Linked DNA regions of Sus scrofa: region 1 is linked to region 2. The links are chromatin contacts, called in public HiChIP or PLAC-seq maps. All regions are on one chromosome and are shown on one strand. Each heading gives the region's core, a stretch centred on a gene start, on an enhancer-like site or on the middle of the called end of the contact. The rest is flanking DNA. Distances are from core to core; before and after follow the strand shown.

Region 1 (3,813 bases), core at 870-3,369, 54 kb after region 2:
ACTCACAGTCCTTTGGATCCAAGGTCTGGGATAAAGGACAGCTGGCTGACTTCCAGAAACTCTGTCTGCAGCGGAAGAAAAAGGCTCGGAGGAGACACTCATCGTCAGCCCCTCAAACCCAACCGACCCTGGTCCCCGTCATCCCGTGCCATCTCAAAAGACCCAGCCCCCCAGCCCCTGGACCTCACCATGGCGTGGTAGTTGCGGTAGAAAGACATGGTCAGGAGGCAGTTGAGGTAATTCTCCAGGTATTTCTGAAGTAGGGATGGGAGACAGAGACGGATGGGACCAGGACCATTTGCACCCCAAACGCCTTCCCAGAGGACCTCCTGTCCAGTCCCACCTGTTTGCTGGATGCATGTCTGGTGGAGCCCTCAGGACCTGCTCGGGGTAAAGAGGGCATCTCTCTGGCAGCCACCTCTCGGTCTGGAGAATAGGCAACGGCAAAGCTGTGGAAAGGATGGCGCGATGAGAGTGGGGAGCTGGGTGCCTGGGTCCCTGAAGCCCTGGAGAGGGGGTTCAGGGGGAGGCCTAGAGGCCGGCAGAAGGAATGCCCCCTACCCTGAGAAGGGAGGCAGAAAAAGGTTCAGGAGGCTGCCAAGGGCATTTCGGGCATCCAGCCCAGCTGGGATGTTGGCCCAGAACCATGGACAGGGTGAGCTGAACAGGGAAGGTTTCCTGGTGACCCGGGTCAAAGGAGGGGACCCAGGGGCCAGAGGTGGGGGAGGAAAGTAGCTGGGGAAAAAAAATGGTTGTGGCCTGGGGATGAGGCAGGCAGAAGGCAGTGACGGGGGCTGGGGGCTGGCAGCCCGGGCTGCCCGAGGTGAGGGGCACCTGCCCTTCCCAGGAGGCAGTCTGGTCCCCCCTCACCGAGCCAGTGGGAGCAGACTCATCAAGACTTTGTGTCTCAGGAGGTCCCGATGCAGCTCTTGAAAATGACGGAACTTCTTCTTGGTTGTCCAGGTAAAGTCGCCGTGAGTCAAGCGGACAGAATAGAGGGTGCAGGTTCCCACCTGGGGGGGGGGTGAGGAACTGAATGCTCATTCCCTGGATGGGTGGCAGCCCCCCACTCCGACCAGCCCTCCCCTGCCCCCTCCAGCCACCTTGGATCCACTGGTGTATCTTTCAGTGCCCACCACCTGGGCTATGACAGGGACCCCAGGGGCAAACACCAGGGGGTGCATTTTCAGGGGCTGGAGGTCGTAGATGGCCAGAAAGGGGTGCATCCGGTCAGCTGGCAGGAAAGAAAGCAGAAGAATGTGGACCCCAGGAGGTCTCAGCGCCCTCCTCCTCCTCTCCTCCGGGGCTGTCGTCGGGGTGTACCTGGGTCCTCTCCCTCCCTCAGAGTGTCCATCTCATCCCGCTCCATCTGTAACTGGCTCGAGTCCAGGTCATCCCCAGACGGGAAGAGGCTCTCGGGGGTCGCCGCCATCCTAGGAATACGGGGAAGCTTCGGGAAGGCGATCTGCTCTGCAGAACCCTGTCTCCCATCCCATCTCACGGTCCTCCGTCTCCCGTCGGTCCCTCATTTCCCCCCACCCGGCTCCCGCTGACACCCATCCTCTCCCTGATAATGGCCCATCGGTCTGCAACGCATCTAATCTCCATCCCTTATCTCGATCCTTCATCCAGAATCCCTGAGCTCCGCCTCCAGTCCCCTAACCAGCGTGCCGAGGAACACCCGGCCAGGCCCCGAAGGAAGGCACAGCAGAAGCCAGGGGAGGGACCCCGGGGGTTGCAAAGGGCCCGGAACCGCCGGGATTCCAGCCAGGCCAAGCCAGCTGGAAGAAGGGGTCCAGGCGGGAATGAGGAAGTTACGCGTCCCCGCCCGGGAGGGAAACCCCGAAATCTGAGCATGGGGCTGAGTCCGGAGGCCCCGAAGCCAGGACCCACTCCCGTTCCCGCCCTGTTTCCCGGGCCCGGGACCTCCGCGGCGCCCCCTCCCAGGTCCCCTCACCCGGGCAGCCGGAGCCGGCGAGGGCGCGGCTTCGCAAGCAGAGGGAGCGGTGCAGAGCCGGAGCGGGAACCCACACCCCAGCGGGCCGGGGCGGGGCGGGCGCTCAGGGCCTGCCCCCGGGGGCGGGCCGGCCTCCGGCCTCACCTCCGCGGGATTCTCGTCCGGCCTGTCCCGCCCCCGCCGCCCTCGGCCCGCCCCGGCGTCCTTGCGCGCTACCGGGGACTGGGGGCCGCCCTCTGCGCCTCGGGATCGCGCAGCAGGCTCCGAGCATCCGCGCGGCTCTGTCCACCCGGCTGTCCCGCGCCGTCGATCTGCACGTGCCGGGCCGCAGCCCTGTGGGCGCTCGGCGCTGCGCACCCTCCTCCGCGCGGGCGCGGGCCCCCGGGGTCCCCTCCGGCCGCCCATCCCGCCTGGGCCTCTGGCCGGACTCACTTTGCAGAAGCGACCGGAGAAATGCCCGGGCCGGCCCAGCTGGCATTTGCAGATGGAAGGAATGATGGAAGCCTTGAGGACTGGTGGCCACTAGTTCATTAACGTACCCAAGTTTTCTTTCATTCATTCCTTATTGCACGCTTGCTCTGCGCCAGACACTGGGCGTACAATAGTGAACAAGACTATCACAGCACCTGCTCTTCTGGAACTTACCGAAGAGCAAACAGGAAAACAGGCTATTTTTCAGGTTACAAAAGACAAAATATTTCATTTTTTAAAAAGTAGATTTATCTCTTCTGGATGGAGGAATGGGTTGATGGATATTTCTTGATAGACATTTGGGTTGTATCTAGTTTTTGTCTATATGACTACAGCTGTTATAAACATTCCTGGGTAAGTCTTTGTGTAGATATGTCTTCATTTCTCTTGGGTAAATAGCTAGGAGAGGAGTTGCTGGGTCATGTAATTGTATTTTAACTTTTTAAGAAATGGCGAAACTCATTTGATTCCTAATTGTACACATTTAAAATATAGAGACAGTGAAGAAAGTGTCAAACGAAGACTATTTTTTTTTTTTTCTAGGGCTGTACCCATGACATGTGGAAGTTCCCAGGCTGGGGGTCTAATCAGAACTGTTGCTGTGGGCCTACACCACAGCTGCAGCAACACAGGATCTGAGCCAGGTCTGTGACCTTTGCTGCAGCTCATGGCAATGCTGGATCCTTAACCCACTGAGAGGGGGCCAGGGATTGAACCTGAGTCCCCATGGATACTAGTTGGGTTTGTTACCACTGAGCCACAACTAGGAACTCCAGGGCTATTTTTAAGTCGCCATTAAAAAGCACTTTTTGGAGTTCCTGTCGTGGCGCAGTGGTTAACGAATCCGACTAGGAACCATGAGGTTGCGGGTTCGGTCCCTGCCCTTGCTCAGTGGGTTAAGGATCTGGCATTGCCGTGAACTGTGGTGTAGGTCGCAGATGCGGCTCGGATCCCGAGTTGCTGTGGCTCTGGCATAGGGCGGTGGCTACAGCTCCGATTCGACCCGTAGCCTGGGAATCATCGTATGCCGCGGGAGCGGCCCAAGAAATAGCAAAAAGACAAAATAAATAAATAAATAAGCACTTTTTTTTGGAGTTCCCATTGTGGCACAGTGGTTAACGAATCTGACTGGGAACCATGAGGTTGCAGGTTCGATCTCTGGCCCTGCTTGTGGGGTAAGAATCCGGCATTGCAGTGAGCTGTGGTGTAGGTCGAAGATGCAGCTCAGATGTGGCATTGCTGTGGCTGTGGCATAGGCTGGCCACTACAGCTCTGATTAGACCCTTAGCCTGGGAACTTCCATGTGCCGAGGGAACAGCCCTAGAAAAGGCATAAAAGACATGCCCTCAGTGGCCTGTGGAAGTTCCTGAGCCAGGGGTCGAACC
Region 2 (3,405 bases), core at 445-2,944:
GCTCCAGCCCTGCTGCCGGCACGTCAGGGGAGTCCAAGGACGCTGTTTCCCGGAGTTCCCATTGTGGTGCAGTGGAAACGAATACGACTAGTAACCACGAGGTTGCAGGTTCAATCCCTGCCCTCAGTCAGTGGGTTAAGGACCCGGCATGGCCGTAAGCTGTGGTGTAGGTCGAAGACGCAGCTCGGATTTGGCGTTGTGGCTGTGCTGTAGGCTGGCCCCTGCAGCTCTGATTCGACCCCTAGCCTGGGAATCTCCATATGCCACACATTCAGCCCTAAAAAGCAAAACAAAAAAGAAAAAAAGTAAAAGGAAGAAAGCCGTTTCCTCTCTTCGGGTCATCCAACAGGTCCCGCTGTGGCCTCAGGAGAAGCCAAACCTGCCCCTCCAGCCTGCGCTCTGACACCCCCTCCCCATGCCCTTCTCCTGCCCTCACGTGTCCCTGTCCCACACCCTCCCACCAGCTCCAGACTGTTCCTGCTGCACCCAGGACTAGTTCTAAACTCAGAGGCAGGGGCCGCCACTTCTGGCCGCTTCCTTCCCTCATGACTTTTTTTTTTTTTTTTTTTTGCTTTTTAGGGCCGCACTCACGGCACACGCAAGTTCCCAGGCTAGGGGTCGAACCAGAGCTGTAGGTGCCAGTCTACACCACAGCCACAGCAACACCAGATCTGAGCCGCGTCTGCGACTACACCACAGCTCATGGCAACGCCGGATCCTCAACCCACTGAGCAAGGCCAGGGATCGAACCTGCAACCTTTGTTGGATTCAGTTCCGCTGCGACACGATAGGAACTCCACCTCGTGACTTCTACTCTCTCCTCTCCCTCCTGGCCCCCCTCCCCTTTCCCAGGGCCCCCCTCAACCCTCCAGACCTGGGCCCAGCCCTGAGAGGCCCTGGAAAGGCCTTGCTGCTCTTTCGGAGGGCTCACCTTGTACACCTGTCCGTAGGTTCCATTGCCGACCACCTCCACCAGCTCGAAGATTCCAGCAGGATCCTGGGGGAGGGAGAAAGAACAGGGGTCAGGAGGTCAGCCAGAGGCAGGCAGAAGGCTAAGCAGCCAGGAGAGGGGGTGAAGAAGAGCCAGGGCTGCGGGGAGAGGGGGGTGTGTGGTGTGTCAGAGGGCGTGTTCTGTGGGAAGCTGGGAGGGGAGAGGAAACGGAAGTCAGAGCCCAGCTGGCTGTGCACACGCTGCCACTTTCAAACTCAGCGACAAACTCCGAGAGCCTGTGGCCTCACCTGCACGGGGTCACAAAAGCACCCACCTCTGGGATTTGCGTCAACTGCAAATGCGGCAGTGCCCGTAAACGCTTAAGACAGTGCCTGGCACGGGCATGCGTGCAATAAAAGTTAATTACCGCTGTTGTTATTTGACTTTTTAAAAGCAGGGATGAGGAAAGCCAGGAGTGGCAGGAACAAGCAAGCCACCCTCTGTGCGTCCAGGGTTCCCAGGACCTGGTGGGGGTGGGACAGAGAGCAGGGAGGGGCGGTGAGAAGGCAGACGTTGCAACGTTGCAGCCTCCACTTCCCCAGCCAAGCGGCACCAGGGATGGGAGGTGGGGGGGCGCAGGCTCAGACAAAGCCTCGGAAGAGCATCGCCTGCTGGGCCGCTGCTCTGCCAAGTGGCACAGCTGCTGGGAACTGGGAAGCCACCCCCACCCTCCTGCAGGGTTTCTTTCGGGAGAGACAGGCTGGGAGGTGGAGCCGAGGGCCAAGAGGCCGCCCAGGGCCTTCGGCTCCTGCACCTCTCATAGGACAGGCCGGAGTCACAGTGTCACAGGCACCCCCACCCCCCACCCGCCCAAAGTGAGGCTGTCACTTAGGAAACAAACTCTCCAGGCAACGCCAGTGCCTCTGCGCTAACAATCCTAAAGGTATGTAATCTAAAACTCCTTTCTCTTTGATTTTGAAAACCAATATAGAATTTCTGAAAATAGAATCCTAACCCACCCCAGCCCCCAAACCAAAGAAACCAAAAGAATGCCTCCCCTTCACCCACTGCAGCAAGTGCGTGGAAGGGAACCTGGGCAGACTGAGGCCCGGAAGACGCAGCCCGACCCTGGGAGGACTGGCCAGGCTGCCCTGGCTCCCAGCAGCCCTGCCAGAGCCCGGGCCTCCAGGGAATGAGACTGTGTCGTAAATTCCAGGAGGAAGGGACCGAATCCTCCTTGCTCACCAGCACATCCAGCACCGAGCCCCGCTGTGGCCTGACAGAACATCCCAGAACCGCCCCAGGGAAGCCTTGATAGAAGCTGCAGAGGATTCTTCCACCTGCTCTGAAGGGGCCTGGGCCGACCAGACCAAGGACTTCCTAGTTCTATGTTCAGTTACTCAGCTCCCGCTGAAGTTACTGAAAAAACCCTGAACCCGTCTGAAAAACAGCAGGGCCCACAGGAAAGGGAGAAGAAATCCGTGCAGGCGGGAGCTGATGAGAGGTTCATTGGAACCTGAGCTGCAAGGGGCCTGGAAGAGCTCCGCCTGTCCCCCTGCAAGTCCAGACCAGACGCTTGAGGGGAAGCCAGCCCCCCAAACATCTCCCCAAAGAGGCCTCCTCCCCCGGGGGCCTCCTGACTCTGCCCGCGGGGAAGCCCTTGCTTACACCTCCATCCTTCCCGAGAAGGATGGAGACAGGACAAGGGCTCATGGACTTGCTTCTCCGGACGCTCCTAATCTAAGAGGGGAATACGAGTCACAGTGATACACCACTGCCGGCTCAGATCCGCACAAGTGGATTTAACCTGGTAACCTGAGCTCCCAGTCTGTCTCCTGGTAGTTTGGGAGGCCCTGAGGGATGAAAGACCGGCCTCTGAGGTCAGACACTCGGGTTCAGACACTGATTTAATGGTTTCAAGCCTGCTTCCTGACCTGCAGGTGGCATGAGCACAGACTTGAAAGAGTGATTCTGAGAATTAAGCTGAGCCCACGCACGGGGCACAGCAGTCCTGCTACAGACATCTTCCAAGGAACGTGCTCCACAGAGGCCTGGGTCAGTCCAGCTTCCCCGGCTTCGCCCAGATCCCACCGGCAGCAGCCTCTTCTCTGACTTCCTTCTGCATATCATACTCGCCCTGTCCTTTCTCCCTTCGAAACGCCTGCTGGTCTCCTCCTCTCCTTCCTGAAGCTGCCACCCCAGGCCCATCCCTTCACTTCTCGGCCCCCTGCCCTCTGCTGCCCCAAAGGGCAGCTCTCCTGCCTTTGCTCCTCTGCCCAGAACCAGCACGGCTGCCCGACGCTTACGGAAAGGAGTCCCAACCCTCGGCCCGATATATACATATATTTTTTTTAAACTGATTTTTTTTTTCACTCAAACGCCTAACAGTATCCATTTATTTATTTATTTATTTTTGTCTTTTTTTTTTTTTTGCCATTTCTTCGGCCGCTCCCATGGCATATGGAGGTTCCCAG

What was found. HiChIP or PLAC-seq counts read pairs in DNA pulled down with a chosen protein or histone mark.
Region 1: a contact with region 2 is called in an H3K27ac HiChIP or PLAC-seq map of alveolar macrophages. The contact joins the promoter of PLD2 here to the enhancer-like site in region 2. A contact is called at or near these places in 1 of 5 promoter capture datasets (fetal skeletal muscle), 3 of 47 Hi-C or Micro-C datasets (liver, omental adipose tissue and subcutaneous adipose tissue) and 2 of 2 datasets of contacts at active chromatin or transcription factors (alveolar macrophages and skeletal muscle).

What each region holds. Positions count from the first base shown.
Region 1 is chr12:52,085,685-52,089,497 of Sscrofa11.1, forward strand. PLD2 (phospholipase D2) reads right to left here and starts at 2,120. Exons shown (of 25, transcript XM_021067789.1): 1 at 1,958-2,120; 2 at 1,324-1,433; 3 at 1,104-1,234; 4 at 871-1,013; 5 at 344-449; 6 at 189-254; 7 at 7-65. The coding sequence starts at 1,432.
Region 2 is chr12:52,032,442-52,035,846 of Sscrofa11.1, forward strand. MINK1 (misshapen-like kinase 1) reads right to left here. Exons shown (of 32, transcript XM_021067776.1): 2 at 932-997. Among named protein-coding and RNA genes, the nearest start is that of MINK1, 33 kb to the right of the region's middle. Within about 2 kb of position 1,695, at least 34 of the 83 cell types and tissues checked have an H3K27ac peak or open chromatin away from gene starts, as enhancers often do. A contact at or near this core is called in alveolar macrophages, fetal skeletal muscle, omental adipose tissue and 2 more, where this site is marked.